Regions from separate parts of the Mus musculus genome. Here region 2 is linked to region 1. The links are chromatin contacts, called in public HiChIP or PLAC-seq maps. All regions are on one chromosome and are shown on one strand. Each heading gives the region's core, a stretch centred on a gene start, on an enhancer-like site or on the middle of the called end of the contact. The rest is flanking DNA. Distances are from core to core; before and after follow the strand shown.

The links. HiChIP or PLAC-seq counts read pairs in DNA pulled down with a chosen protein or histone mark.
Region 2: an H3K27ac HiChIP or PLAC-seq map of microglia shows a contact between it and region 1, with 6 times the contacts expected there. The contact joins two enhancer-like sites. A contact is called at or near these places in 2 of 484 Hi-C or Micro-C datasets (embryonic stem cells and nephron progenitors), 1 of 115 datasets of contacts at active chromatin or transcription factors (microglia) and 2 of 9 other capture datasets (adipose tissue and liver).

What each region holds. Positions count from the first base shown.
Region 1 is chr2:120,427,450-120,434,865 of GRCm38.p6, forward strand. It overlaps Ganc (glucosidase, alpha; neutral C), which reads left to right. Exons shown (of 24, transcript NM_172672.2): 7 at 281-347; 8 at 1,352-1,448; 9 at 3,106-3,286; 10 at 3,492-3,645; 11 at 6,173-6,408. Among named protein-coding and RNA genes, the nearest start is that of Tmem87a, 27 kb to the left of the region's middle. Within about 2 kb of position 4,267, at least 3 of the 459 cell types and tissues checked have an H3K27ac peak or open chromatin away from gene starts, as enhancers often do. A contact at or near this core is called in microglia, where this site is marked.
Region 2 is chr2:120,657,892-120,665,307 of GRCm38.p6, forward strand. It overlaps Stard9 (START domain containing 9), which reads left to right. Exons shown (of 33, transcript NM_001370940.1): 4 at 6,989-7,105. Among named protein-coding and RNA genes, the nearest start is that of Stard9, 32 kb to the left of the region's middle. Within about 2 kb of position 4,055, at least 42 of the 459 cell types and tissues checked have an H3K27ac peak or open chromatin away from gene starts, as enhancers often do. A contact at or near this core is called in microglia, where this site is marked.

The DNA.
Region 1 (7,416 bases), core at 3,017-5,516:
AATGAGTGTGTATGATGTATGTATGTATGTAGGACATAGTGTGCGTGTGGAGGCCAGGGGACAATGTTGTAGGGTTATTTCTTGCCTTCCACTCTTATGTGGGTTCCGGGGATTAAACCTGAGTTGTCAATCTTGCATTATTAGGAGGCAAGGCCTTTACCTGCATGGCCATCTTGCCAGTGCCTCAATCTTCAAAATAATCCAAATAAAATATTCTGTTATGGTAACCACATTTGTTGCCAATTATAAACTCATTTTTATCTCCTTTTTATATGGATAGGAAAATCAAGAGGACCTGGGCCTGTGGGAAGAAAAATTTGGAAAATTTGTGGATGTCAAAGCTAATGGTAAATTGACAAAATTAAGATATAATATTAAAATAGATCATTCCAAAACAGCTAAACATGTATGTCTAAGGATCATTTGAGGCCTAGGGATATAGATCTGTAATGGAGTGCTTGGCTAATGTGGGGGTACCCTGAGTTCAATCCCCAGTAGCATAGATAGATAGATAGATAGATAGATAGATAGATAGATAGATAGATAGATAGATAGATAGATAGATTCCTTGAGCTTTGGCACCTAAAACAAGTAACTTTCATAAGGTGAACAGAAATTCCTAGTTGGGTTCCCTATACTTCAGTAATGCACTATAACAGAAAAGTAATTATATATACCTTATGGAGGAATGAAAGAGATACATGGGCCATGTGCAGCTTATGAACTTAGGACAGGACTTGCGCCAGCACACTGCTTGGTGTTTTGAGTCAATCAGACAACTATAATTTCACACTCTGTTTTCATGAGACCCACGTCATGCAGCTCATCCACTCTAACATTTTTAGGTCTCCTTATCATTGTCACCAGCGCTGCATGCCCACCTATGATGTTTCTCACAGGCTTAGCAGTATGTGAGGGGAAGGGCTTACACATTACATATCACAACCATGGGAAGTCATACAAAAAGGATGTAAGGTTGTAAGGCCTTCACACTGCTCTCAACATGGTGGCTCTTGTAGAAAGCCACAGGCAAGGAAAGTTACCAAGCAGAAGATAAACATGAACTCATTCAGCCAAGATAAAAGTGCTCAGTATCAAGGGCAAAGGGAGCTTCAGCACACAGCCCAGGCAGCATAACAAGTGACGGTGTACTTTTACATACACATACATGTATGTTCACCAGTCCCCAAACATCACAGTGCCTTACTATCAAAATCAGTTATAGCTTTGTTTGGTTGAGGCAAGTTCAGATCTCTCTATTCCCAGCTAGTCGTTTTGTTAGTTAAATGAACTGAATCTTTTAGATTGATCTATTAGAAGCAAAACTTAGCTATGGTTCTGGTCTTGGCAGGCCCTTCCTCTGTTGGTTTGGATTTCTCTCTTCATGGATTTGAACATCTCTATGGTATTCCTCAACATGCAGAGTCACATCAACTTAAAAATACCAGGTAAGTGACAGTAAGAATTCTTGTCATGGTTTGGTTTTTATTGCTGTGAAGAGACACCATGACCAAGGTAATTCCTATAAAGGACAACAATTAATTGGAGCTGGCTTATAGTTTTAGAGGTTCAGTCCATTATCACCATGGTGAGAAGCATGGCATCATACAGGCAGATTTGGTGCTGGAGAAGCTAAGACTTCTACATCTTGATCTGAAGGCAGCCAGGAGGAGACCCCCTTCCACACTGGGCGGAGCTTGAGCACTAGAAGCCCTCAAAGCCCACCTACACAATGACATACTTCCTCCAACAGGGCCACACCGCATAATAGTGCTGCTTCCCATGGACCAAGCATATTCAAGCCGCCACAATTATTAACTAGTCTGTGGCTTAATATTACTTACAGAGTTTGAGAAACCTTCCTAGTATTCTTGAGTCCTGAACAGTATAAAAGAACCGAAAGCTTAGTAAGAGCAAGCAAGGTTCTGTAGATTTATTCTGTCTCTGCTCTTGACTGAGTGTCTGCAATAGTGGACTGTACCCTGTAAGGACAAATCAGTCCTTGCCCCTAGGTTGCTTTTGTGAGTATCTGTCACAGCAACGGAAATGAAACTAGGACAGGACATAAAGGTGGGAAGAAAGAACCAGCTCCACAGAGCTGTCTCTGACTTTCACAGGCATGCACACATATTCACATTAATTAAAAAGCTGTAATATTAAACCCCCAAAATACAGGAATAAAAGTAAGGGATAATTGGAATTAAAGTGGAGGTTTGCTTTTACTATGTAGAATAGTGGAGGGGAACCCTGGGAGAATTATATATATATATATACATATATACTTATATATAGTGTATATATATATATATACACTATATATGTATTATTCAATCAATACACACACACACACACACACACACACACACACACATATATATATATTGATCTAGAAAAAGACTTTCACTCTAAAGAGGAGAATGAGCCAGAGAATGTGGCATCTTCAATTACCTATGATTCCCTTGGAGAGACATATGAGACTGACACTACTGACAAATGGATCCCAGAGGCATCTACCAAAGAGGAGCCAAAACCAAAGAGAAGCAGAGACTGATAAAGCTGTCGGGTTTGGAGACTGTTTATTTCATAGTTAGGCAGAGTGACTCGTCTCACTGCCCCAGCCTGTCCTGTCCCAGATCTTTCCCAGCTCAGCTCTCTGGAGGCATGTTAGGATGCACTTCTTTTGCCTTAGTTTCAGAGAAGTCTTTACACAGTGCATCAGTGGAGGAGGCTTAGTGTGTCTGCTATTCACAGTGAACATTTAGAAAATGTAGACCAGGATCTAAGCCTAAGATATCCAGGAAACCAGCAGAGACAAAGGAGGAGGATCACATGCAGCAGGTTGAGCCAGGAAGCCTCCAGGCAAGTGGTAAGAGATGAATCTTTGTAGGGGAGTGGTTTTACGTGGGATTGTGTTACATGCCCAGGCTGGCCTAGAACTTGCTGTAGCCTAGGCTAGCCTCTAACTCACAGTTCTCCTATCTCTACCTTCCAAGTTCGAGGATTGTAAGTATGTGACTTTAGGCATGGCAGGAGGTAAAAGGTTGTAAACAGAGAGGATGAAGCTGTTCTATTATTCATTAACGGTGCTAAGCCTTTGTGTTTCAGAGATGGAGATGCATACCGTCTTTATAATCTGGACGTCTATGGATACCAAGTGCATGACAAAATGGGCATATATGGTTCAGTGCCTTATCTCCTGGCCCACAAACAGGGCAGGACTGTAGGCATTTTCTGGCTGAATGCTTCAGAAACACTCGTGGAGATCAACACAGAGCCAGCAGTTGAGGTGAGCTTCGGAATGTGGCGGCATGCAGGACTTTCCACACTGTAGTCTAAGCCCTTTCCTTTGCAGCAGCATTTTCCTGTACCAAGAGCTTTGCAATGTAAGCAACAAATGTCAGTAGGAGCTACTAAACGTAGACCGAATCACTTAAAACTGGGTGCTATGGGTTGCAGTGATATTTCTCAGATTTTCATTACACTCTCTCCAGTACACACTGACCCAGATGGGCCCAGCAGCTGCCAAACAAAAGGTCAGGTGCCGAACTGATGTGCACTGGATGTCAGAGAGTGGGATCATTGACGTTTTTCTGCTGACAGGACCTACACCTGCTGACGTCTTCAAACAGTACTCATATATCACAGGTACAAGCAGTCTTCATTCTGTTAGCTGTCCTATGTATCGTCACTGAAATTAATATCTGTTTTACATTATGTAGAAATCATAAACAATGTCTCTAAGCATTTTAAGTTGCAACCATTTTTTTTCCATCCTCATTACATCCAGACAAGGTAAATAGGGCTCTAGAGGAGTTCTCAACCTGTGGGTCTCAACCCCTTGGAGGGAGGTCACATGTCAGATATCCTGCATATCAAATATTTACATTAAAATTTATAACAGCAGCAAAATTACAGTTATGAGATAGCAACAAAATAATTTTATGATTGAGAGTCACCACATCATGAGAACTTATTAAAGTGTCGTAGCGTGAGGATGGTTGAGAACTACTGCACTAGACTGTCCCTTCTCTAATCCCTAGGCCTTGTCATATGCTTGTTTGAAGCTTTAGTCTCTGATAATAATTCCCTGTAGCTAAGGAGTATTCTGTCCTGAACTTTTGAATGGTTCTTCTCTGTTAAAATATACTACTGGCTCTAACAATAAAATACTTGTTCTTTAAGAGTCCAAAGGCCAGTAAAATGGCTCAGTGGGTAAAGACACTTGCCACCAAGCCTGAAGTCCTGAGTTTGATCACAGGAACCCACATGGTAGAAATAGAGAACTAACTCCTACCAGTTGTTTCCATATGTGCATCTATACACACGCATACACACATGCATACACACACACGTACACACACACATACATACACACATGCACAGGCTAAATAAATGCAAATGCATATGCTTTACTCCTTGTAGAGATAAGCCATCTTTCTCCTACCTTCACCCATAGGCTTCACCAATGTAATTGGGTCAGCTAAATTTCCTCAGAATTCAAAGGCATTTCTCTGCTGTCCTCTGTCTTCTTGCTCTAAAACCAAGGAACCACTTGTGTTCCTTTGCACACGATTTCTCTTTTCCCAGTGAACTATTCTCCTTATCACTAATATTCTGAAATTTTAGAACAAGTTCACTTGATGGATTCCTGTCCTGAGGGTCGACACTTTCAATCTGAGTGTCCGTCAGTCTGGCAGTCTCTACTGTAACTTCCGTAATTTCCCATCTTTATTTTTCTTCCCTTTTTCTTTTTGACTTGTGTCTGAGAAATTTTCTTCCTCTTATCTCCCAGGCCGTCCATTATTGACATGTTGCTAATGTTGCGAATGTTCCTATCTCTGACTTTCCCTGTGCTCTTTGTTCTTTGAAGTCCTAGTCTAGTTTTATGTTGTCCTGTTCTACTGTGTGATTCTTTTAGCTTTTTGTACTTCTAGAGATACTGATGATAATGTTTATTTTTATTCTAAAATTATGTATATATGTATGAGATAAATGAGATGCCAGCAGGGTCCAGAAGAAGGTGTCTGAGTCCCTGAAGCTAGAGTTACAAGTTGTTATAAGTCACTCGACGTGTGGCTTTTCATGGAAGCCCTTTGCTCCTGGATGAGAATGGTATCCTAGCAGGTGAAGAGCATGTGCCTGTCTTCGAGGTTTCTAAAGCAGTGACATGCTCCTCTCCTGTGTACCATCCTCTGGCACTCTTTGTGGGTCAGCAGACACTACCCCTCCCTTATGTCTCGCCCTCTAGATCTTTGTTGAACCTGCTTCCCTTTGGTTTGCTCTTTTGTTTTGAAGCTGCTTCGATGTAGTAATTTTCATGCGATAGTTCTCTCCTTCCACCAGGTGGGACCCAGGAACTGAACTCAGGTCCTCAGGCTTGGTGGCAAAGGCCTTTACCCACTGAGCCATCTCACTGGTCTCATCTTTTTAAAAAACAAGCTCTCGTATATCTCAGGCTGGTCTTGAACTTTCCATGTAGACAAGGGTGGCTTTGAACTTCTGATTCCTCTACCTCTACCTCTCCCAAGTGCTGGGATTACAGGCATGCCTCACTTCCAGTTTTATAGGGTGCTGTGGATTTTGAACCCAGAGTTTTGTGCATACTAGGCAAGTGCTCTACCACCTGAGCTGCATCCACAGCCTGATCTGCCATTTGATGTTTTCTTGAATAAAATACATCTTCTGTATTTGATGTTTTCTTGCATAAAAAATATGGGAAGAATTCTGAGCTTGACGTATAGGGCTCTTTATAAACTGAGCCATTCCAGTTTCAGCTTCTCTTGGCCTCTCACACTGTCATGTCTACACTATTTATTTTCTCTAAGACTACATGTACTTCTTTGCCTATCTTACCTTGTTTCCCTGCCTGGCATCCTCCTACTTATTATTCAAGGTCTCTACTCTTCTCACCTGCCCTGGGAAATGTCTAAAGATGTAACATTACTCTGGAAGCACTAGACTGATACCTTTATCATAACAGATAGATATAGATATATAGATATATATCTCAGGTCGGAATTTATTTATATACCTGCCCTGTCACCCTAATTACCACATTCTTCTATTAATATTCTATATGGTAGTGTCAAGTTCAGTGCCTATAGCCTGCAGAGATTGGGGAGGTGGCCACTGATTGAGTAACATTAGTGGTCTCCATTGTCATCTCTTTTAGGCACACAAGCCATGCCCCCTCTTTTTTCCTTGGGGTACCACCAGTGTCGCTGGAACTATGAAGATGAACAGGATGTGAAGGCAGTAGATGCAGGGTTTGATGAGCATGACATTCCATATGATGTCATGTGGCTGGACATAGAGCACACGGAGGACAAGAAGTACTTCACCTGGGACAAAAAGAGATTTGCAAACCCCAAAAGGATGCAAGAGCTGCTCAGGAGCAAAAAACGCAAGGTGACGTCACCCTGATGTCTAGAGCTTTTTAATCCCAAAATTTAAAGAAGGGAAAAAGATATCTGATCCCTTGGGACTGGAGCTACAGATTGTTATGAGCCGCCCTGTGGGTGCTAAGGATTGAACCCAGGTTTCTTTAAGAGCAGCCAGTGATCTTAACAGCAAAGCTGTTCTCCATCCCCCATTTCCTGAGACCTTTCCATGTTCAAGATGCTGTGCTAGTGTTGAAGAGGTCTTTGAGTGGTGGGAAAAGGCAAGCATATGCAACTGTAATGCAAGACAGAGACATAAACAGAAGTGTATGACAGAATATTAACAAGCTCTGTAACTCAGCAACTACAAAACTTCCAACACTTAAAGAACTAACACAGGATTTGAACAGATAAATAGTCCACCAAGGAAGATATTCAAGTAAAGATAGCCAAGAAGCACATGAAAAGATGCTCTTTCTACCTAGTGGAACTTGGATTCCAGGGATCAAACTCAGATCTTCTTGGTTGGCAGTAATCACCTTTAGCTCCTGAACCATCCATCAGCCTTGTTTAGATGGTGTTATTGTTTTGATGTTTTGGCTTGGTTCTGCCATGTCATTTCCTTGGTTTCTGTAGTTTGGAAGGAGTTGAGGTGGGGGATGGGTACACACATATGCCTATAGAAGCCAGAGGACAGCCTTGTGTCATTTCCTAGATGCTACCTACTTTTCCTTTTTCTTTCTTGTGAGACATGGTCTCTCACTGACATAAAGGCCATAGAACCCCAAAGACCATATACCTGCCTCCATCTTCCCAGTGCTGGGATTACAAACACATGCCACCAAGCCTGGCTTCTTTACATGGGTTCTGGGCTCAAACTTGGGTCCTCATGTTTGTAAGGACCTGACTTGACTAAGTTACCTCCCTGACCTCTTCGTGACTTCTTTTCATCAGTGTCCTCTTTGCCCTGAATACTTAGGGAGTTAGGACCTTGCCCAGTTAATCCTTTCCTATGGCACCTGGCACCACAGATAGA
Region 2 (7,416 bases), core at 2,805-5,304, 230 kb after region 1:
ATGGATTCCCCAGGACCTAGGGAAAGGCAGAAAGAGCAAACTGACTCTCACAAGTTTTAAGGGGTAGCTTTTGCTTTTGTTATTCTGTTTCATTTTTTTTTCCCCTGGGCCTGGTAATGCATGCATTTAATCCCAGCACTGGGGAGACAGAGGCTGGTGGGTCTCTGTGAATTTGAGGCCAGCCTGAACTACATTCTGAGACCTTGTCTCAAAAAGAAAAAAACAGAAGAATTTCTCCACTTACTAACCTTGAGTCCTATTCAAGGTCTGTCCGTGTTGTTGCACAGACAAAAGTTTGCTTTATTTCCCAAAATTTTCCTTCTGTGGAGGTAAAAGTTTATCTACTAGTTAAATTCTACTTATCTCCCTCCCCCCATTTCCCATAATTTTGTAGAAAGATTATAGGTTAAAATACATGTAAAATGTTCTTTGTTATTAGAGTATACAAAGCTATACTTTACTGTGGTCAGTGTTTGCTGTATTTTACTGTTAAGTTGTTATTTCCATTGCATTTTGGGTGACTCATAATTTCAGTTTTTATTTTTCTGTGATTGAAGGGTTATCTATCGGCGATTCATTTCTGCCCTGTTTAGTGTCTTATATTACTGATGGTTTTGTGGCTGAACTGTGGTTGCCTTGTCATGGAGAGGACATGGTACACTTAGTGGAAGAAAAGAAGCATGCTTCTTAGCTTGCACTGACATTTGAGTCCTGTTTCCTGCTGCGTTTGTTTGTTCCAAGTCCATTCAGTTAGTCTCTCACAGTGTGACACCGTTGTTCATACAGCTTAGATGGGCCCTGTTCAGGTTTCCCCTGAGTCATCTTCCCATTGCTGTGGCGAGTACCCGAGATGACAGCTTTGACAAGAAGGGATGTACACTCATTCAGTCCTGTTGCTTGAAGACCTGTGGTGAGCGTGAGGCAGAGCAGAATTGCTGGAAAGCAAAGAGAGAGAATAAGATGTTTGTTGCTAAGGTCAGAAGAAGAGAGGATGAAGAAGGGGCCAGAGTCCCTAGTCTCCTTATAGGGCACTAGTCTGCCTCATACAGCCCCTCAGGGAGCCAAGCCAGTCAAATACTGGCTCTTGGGAAATTTATATTCATTCATTCATATATATATATATATATATCCCTTGCCATATTCTTTTTTTTTTTTTTTTTTTTTTTTGGTTTTTTGAGACAGGGTTTCTCTATGCAGCCCTGGCTGTCCTGGAACTCACTCTGTAGACCAGGCTGGCCTCGAACTCAGAAATCCGCCTGCCTCTGCCTCCCGAGTGCTGGGATTAAAGGCGTGCGCCACCACGCCCGGCTCCTTGCCATATTCTTGGTTCTTCAGGCAGTCTTCTCTGTTATGTTGAGTTACTTCATTTTGCTCCTCCATGTCAACTCTTCACTCTTTCCCACCTTACTCTGTGCCCCAAAGGGTGGCCCAGCCCATCAGCCTGATCAATGGGTTCCTTTCCCCTCTGGCTTGATGTTGGGATCAAATGAATGAGATCCCTGGCAGGAGATGGGGGAGACAGTTTCCTGCTATAGGATTGACCCACTCTGGCAACCTTTTTTTTTTTTTCTTTCATACATTACAACTCCAGTTTCCTCTATCTCCACAACTGTGACAAGTTACAATAAGATTAGGCACAAACTCTCATATCAAGGCTGACTGAGGCAACCCAGTAGGAGGAGAGCAGGCAAAAGTCCCACAAGAACAGCAAGCTACAGAGCCATCATATACATGCAGAGGACCTAGCACAGACCATGCAGGTTCTGTTTTCCAATCTGGCAATCTTTAAGTCAGTATTTGCCTCCTTTCTCTCAGGTCTTGGTGATCTTTCTCTCTTGTCTCTGAGCTCTCTCTCATGAGCTGAGGGTAGTCAGTTTCCCCTGCTACTGGTCCAAGTTGCTGTGCTATCTATCCCCTGTGGTTTCCCCTCCTTTTCTAAGTAGTGTTAGTATTGAAGTTCTAGTGACTGATTCTAGCTTGAGAGTCACTGGTCTAGCTCACTCCCGGCTGATGCAGTGATTGCCCCAGTAATATTACACCTGAGAGATGAAAGGAAACAAGACCAGAGCAGGAAAGAGGGAGGCAGGTCCAGGTTCAGATCCAGATAGACAAACACAGGCAAATGGGTGAATGAGCAGGCCTTTGAGTAGGCTGTATCAGCAGTGCGGCACCAAGCTGAGGTGGGGCTTCTCAGTCCATGACACACATACCAGGTAGCAGAAGATAGGTTGGTACGGAGCCATGCCATTGTAGTGTTAGATATCCATCACTCTGTGGGGCACAAGAGAATCCTCCTCTTTCCTTAGTCTTGTGTGTCTAGTAAGTTCTTAGATTCATCCCCTGCCCCCTTTGTAAGACAGGGGTTCTCTGTATATTCTTGGCTGTCCTGGAATTCTCTCTATAGGCTAGGCTGATCTTGAACTCAGAGATCACCCGCCTGCCTCTGCTTCTCAGGGGCTGGATTAAGGGCATGCCCACCCTTATGCCCTTATTAAGGGCAACCCTTATGTGGTTGTAAAATTCCGATGTGCTCTCACAGTTTCAGTTTCCCCAGTAAATGTACTGAATGGCTCCCCATGTATTCCTAGGGATACCATTCATCAGTGCATGTTGGAGTAGTGGTGGTGACAGTGGTATCAATGGCTGTTATCCCTCATATTCAAAACAGAGTAAAACACTACTTGTAGAGTCTCCTAGGGCGGTGAAAATCCACTGTTGTGTGGAGTGACTTAGCATAGGGCGTCGCATGATCTCAACACCAGACAAACAGGAAATCTTTATTCATCTGCCAAAGTCAGATAGAGGCTGATGCTTCTTTCAGGGAGGATCTGCTCTAGAGGAACAGAGATAATGTTTGATCTGTACTTGGCCCAGGCTGAAATAATGTCTGTTAACCCTGTGTTAGGCGTGATTATAATTTTTTGTGGTTTTGGAGTTTGATAGGCAAGGCATTCTAACACTGAGCTGGAACCATTATCTTCATTTCACAGATAAGGAAACTGAGTTCAAGTTATTTGGCCAGAGATCCATTTTTTTACCACAGAAATCTCAAAGTCTGTGTTTTTGTTTTGCCTATTAAACTTTCAGTGCATCTCTTTAGAGGAATAGTTAGGTTGTTCTTTTGCCAACTGAAGCCGCACTGAGTTATAGATCCTACATGAATATTCTTTCTACAAATAAGGAACTCCGAACTCTGCTTTTTATTGCACAATGAAGTTTCATGGTGGGTCAGTGTATACATATGTCCAGTCATCCTCACCTCACTATCTCTGTGATGGGCAGGGTACAGTTCTGGGACCCTTAAGGTCTCTCTACGTGATTAATGGTGTAATTGAAGTCATATGATTGAGTAAGTGACAGCGGTTGTTTAGATCACGTTCTGAATTAAAGGTTCTTGGTACCAAATAGAGTTAAGTTTTAAATAAAAAGATTCCCATCAAAACCCAAGTCTTTTCAGACTTAAAACGTCCCACTTAGTTCTTCACTAGAAAGTTTCTGGTAGCAACATTTGAAGTTGAAGTTAGTATTTGATACTTAGTTTTAATACTTTCTCATTCTATATTGGAATTGTCTCCGAGTTTCTATTGCTTTGATAAACACTATTGACAGAAGTCAACCGGAGGAAGAAAGGATTGATTTCATCTTATACTTCCAGGTAATAGTTCATCTCTGAGGCAAGTCAGGCAGGGCAGGAACCTGGAGGCAGAAGTCTTGGTATTGACTTGCTCCTCATGGCTTACCCAGTCTGCTTTCTTACAGCACCCAGGACCACCAGCTCAGTATGGCACCACCCACCGTGGGCTGAACCCTCTCATATCAATCAGTAATTGGGGAAATGCTCTATAGACTTGCCTACAGGCAAGTTGTTTGTTTGGTTTTTTTTTTTTCTTTTTTCAAGATATAGTTTTCTGTATAACAGCCCTGGCTGTCCTGGAACTCACTTTGTGGACCAGGCTAGCCTCAGCTCACAGAGATCTGCAGGCCTCTGCCTCTCAGAGGCACACAGTGGATTGAAGGTAGCCTACAGGCGATTCTGATGGAGACATTGTTTTCAGTTAAGAGTTCCTCTTTCCAAATGACTCCAGCTTGTGTTAACATGATATAAAACTAGCCAGTCAGGAACCATGTGTGTTTTTTAAAGTTAATTTTGGTATGAGTCCTACTTGAGATAGAGAACATAATTCTAACAGAACAAAAATCTATCCAGACCAAAGAAACTTACCAGTGGCAAGTTCCTTTAGTAATATATAGGTCATCCCTATGTTTGGATCTTAAGCGATTGTCATGGAATTGTTAACAGTGTTGGTGATTCTAGTTGGGTTTGAGAAAGGCATATAGGCATGTCTCAGCCAAGTCTGGTGGTGTACCCATTTAATCTCGACAGTCAGGAGGCAAGAGGCCCATGGATCTCTCTGAGTTTGAGGCCAGCCTGGTCTACAAAACTAGTTCTAGGACAGCCAGAGTTGCACAGAGAAACCTTGTCTCAAAAAACCAAACCAAACAAACAAACAAAGAAAACAAAAGGTTGTGGTTAGTCTGTATTATATACTTTCTACTACTTGAACTGTTAAAGGTAGATAGATAGATAGATAGATAGATAGATAGATAGATAGATAGATAGATAGATAGATAGATAGATGAAGTTGCCTATCTCTCCTGAATGGGAGCCTGCAGCACACAGCAGTTCACTGTCTTACTTTAACTTTTAGGTTGTCATAGTGAGCTGCTTACATCTGCTTCGTTGTGTTAACCTGGGTAGAGTGGGACACAGGTTCTTTGCCCATTTTCCTCTTTCTAAGGTGGTAGGTTTTCCGGGATTGGATGTGCTAAGTCTAACAGCTGTATCTTAACAGGCTCTGTCATTTTTGGATAAAGCTCAGATGCTTGTTGACATCTTTTATCATTAGGCAAAGTGCTTTCTTCAAAGATGCTTTTAGAAAACATATAGGCAGTTATTTGCATTTGGATAAAAATATAGACAAAGAGGACATAGGCCCACCACACATATGTAGCAGATGTGCACCTGGTCTTCATGTGGGTCCCTCCACAGCTGGAGCAGGAGCTGTCCCAGCCTCTGTTGGCTGCCTGTAGACCAATTCCTCAACTGGGCCACCTTGTCTGGCTTCAGTAGAAGATGATGCACTTAGTCCTGTATTGACTTGGTGTGCCAGGGTAGGGTGATACCCAAGAGGAGAAGGGGGTGGGGTGGGGGTAGGTAGGGGCTGGGTGAAGTGGGGACCAGGAGGTGAGTGGGGGCTTTGATTGGGATATAAAACAAATAAATTAATTATGGGAAAAATATGGACAAAATTTTTTGTTTGTTTTTCACTCTCTCTTTTCTCTGCTCAGCTGATCATAAACTGTGGGCAGAAAAAAAAACCCGTTTATATTTAGATACGGTTCTTTGCTGTCTCCACCTCCCTTCCCAGCTCTTGTCCTAGGAAGTTGTTCTGTGGAAGATTTTCCAAATAATTAGTGGATGGTAATTAACTCATTTAATCTAATGCAGCAAATACTAATACTTCTTCACACTCAAGAATTTCACCTTCTCTGGCTTTAGGAGGCAAACAAGACCTCACCTGATCTTTAACTTTGCTAACATGGAGTTAGTGTGACTAGAGAGATCTGCAAGAGAGATCATGGGAGCTTCAGTCTTTTACTGCATGCTGGCTTCCTATGGCCTTTTGCCCAGATAATGGAAGCATTAAAAAGCAAACAAAAACAAATAGTTCTCTGCCAAGAAGCATAGCTGCAGCTGCTAAAATACAGAGCTGTGCAGTCCTGATTTAGCTGCTGTCTATTTCTGGTTGCCCCTGGTTTTATGTGTGACATCAGTCTGTGTGATACTGATCTATCTTACAGCTAGAGAAACTGAAGCTTACAAAACTTGCCCAGGATCACCCTGCTTTGAAGTATATGACCCACACTACAATTTGGTACCATAGCAGATGAGTCAGAATTCAAAGGGAAGTTGAAAAAAAAATAAAGATCAGGAACACAGTGGTACCCCCTAGGCATCAGGGATCCAATCACAGCACAGAACAGGCAGCAGAGCGCCATCTACCACACTTCTGCCTCTGTGATTGCTCCTCTGGGAGAGTTTGTCAACTGCTGTCTGCTTTTGTCCCTCTTTGGAAAGTCTCCCTGGTTGGTAGCCTCCTCTCAGATGTCACTGTTCCAGCAGTCAGTAAGTGAAGAGGGCGCTGAGGTGGAGAACTGGGTTCTGCTTTCCACCAAGACCAGCATCCGTGGCCACAAGTGCTCAGTGCTGCCTAGCAGAGTTCGGTTGAGGTTTCGGGAAACCTAGGAACTTAAAGCCCAGTTTCCACAGGAGGACTTCTGGAGGCTTCTGAATTTGTCACAGAACCTGATCTCAGCTGAAGTGACTGTCTAGCAGAACCTGCCAGCTCTCAGGGGCAGTCAGAAGACGGACCCTCAGGGACAACTTTCCCTAACTTTTGAGCTAAACTGGTCCTGTGGGGTCTTCAGGCCTTGAGTTTATCTTTCTGGGTTGAGTTTCACTATCACCATACCCTTAGCCAAGTAAGCATTTCCCTATGAGGAGGAAATGTATAGTTTTGCTTTTTTATCTTTGTCCTGCCTTAGATTCTTTTTGTTAGACTAAGGAACACCAGGGCTGAGATACAGCTCAGTCCCTTAAGAATACTCACTGGTCTTTCAGAGGACCCAGTTCAGTTCCTAGTACTCAGATAGCTCACAACTGTCTGTAACTTCAATCCTATGGGATTGTGTGTAATACTCTACATGCATATATACAGAAATAATTAAAAATAAATCTTTAGAAAGTACTAGAAAATATGCACCTTTAAAAATTTTTTCCGTTACAATCTTTTTCCTGAAGTTGAATTGATTCTTATGAAATGATTGAGTTTAGATTCAATATCTTATATTTTTTAGATTAAAAATATTTCTAAATGTGCTCTGGGAAAATGGGCCAATGACAAGCTGTCTGCTTTTGTTGTTACAGGTGTTCCGGGACTTGGGAACTGAAGTACTGTCTGGAGCAGCCAAAGGCTACAACATATGTCTCTTTGCCTATGGGCAGACAGGCTCTGGGAAGACATATACCATGCTGGGGACTCCAGTGAGTATTGGCACTGAAGTGAACTTTTTTTTTTTTTTTTTTTTTTGTTTTTTCGGACAGAGTTTCTCTGTGTAGCCCTGGCTGTCCTGGAACTCACTCTATAGACCATGCTGGCCTCGAACTCAGAAATTCGCCTGCCTCTGCCTCCCAAGTGCTGGGATTAAAGGCATGTGCCACCATGTCAACTACACTCACGGTAGCTGTTTTCAGACACCAGAAGAGGGCATCAGATTTCATTACAGATGGTTGTGAGCCACCATGTGGTTGCTGGGACTTGAACTCAGGATCTCTGGAAGAGCAGTCAGTGCTCT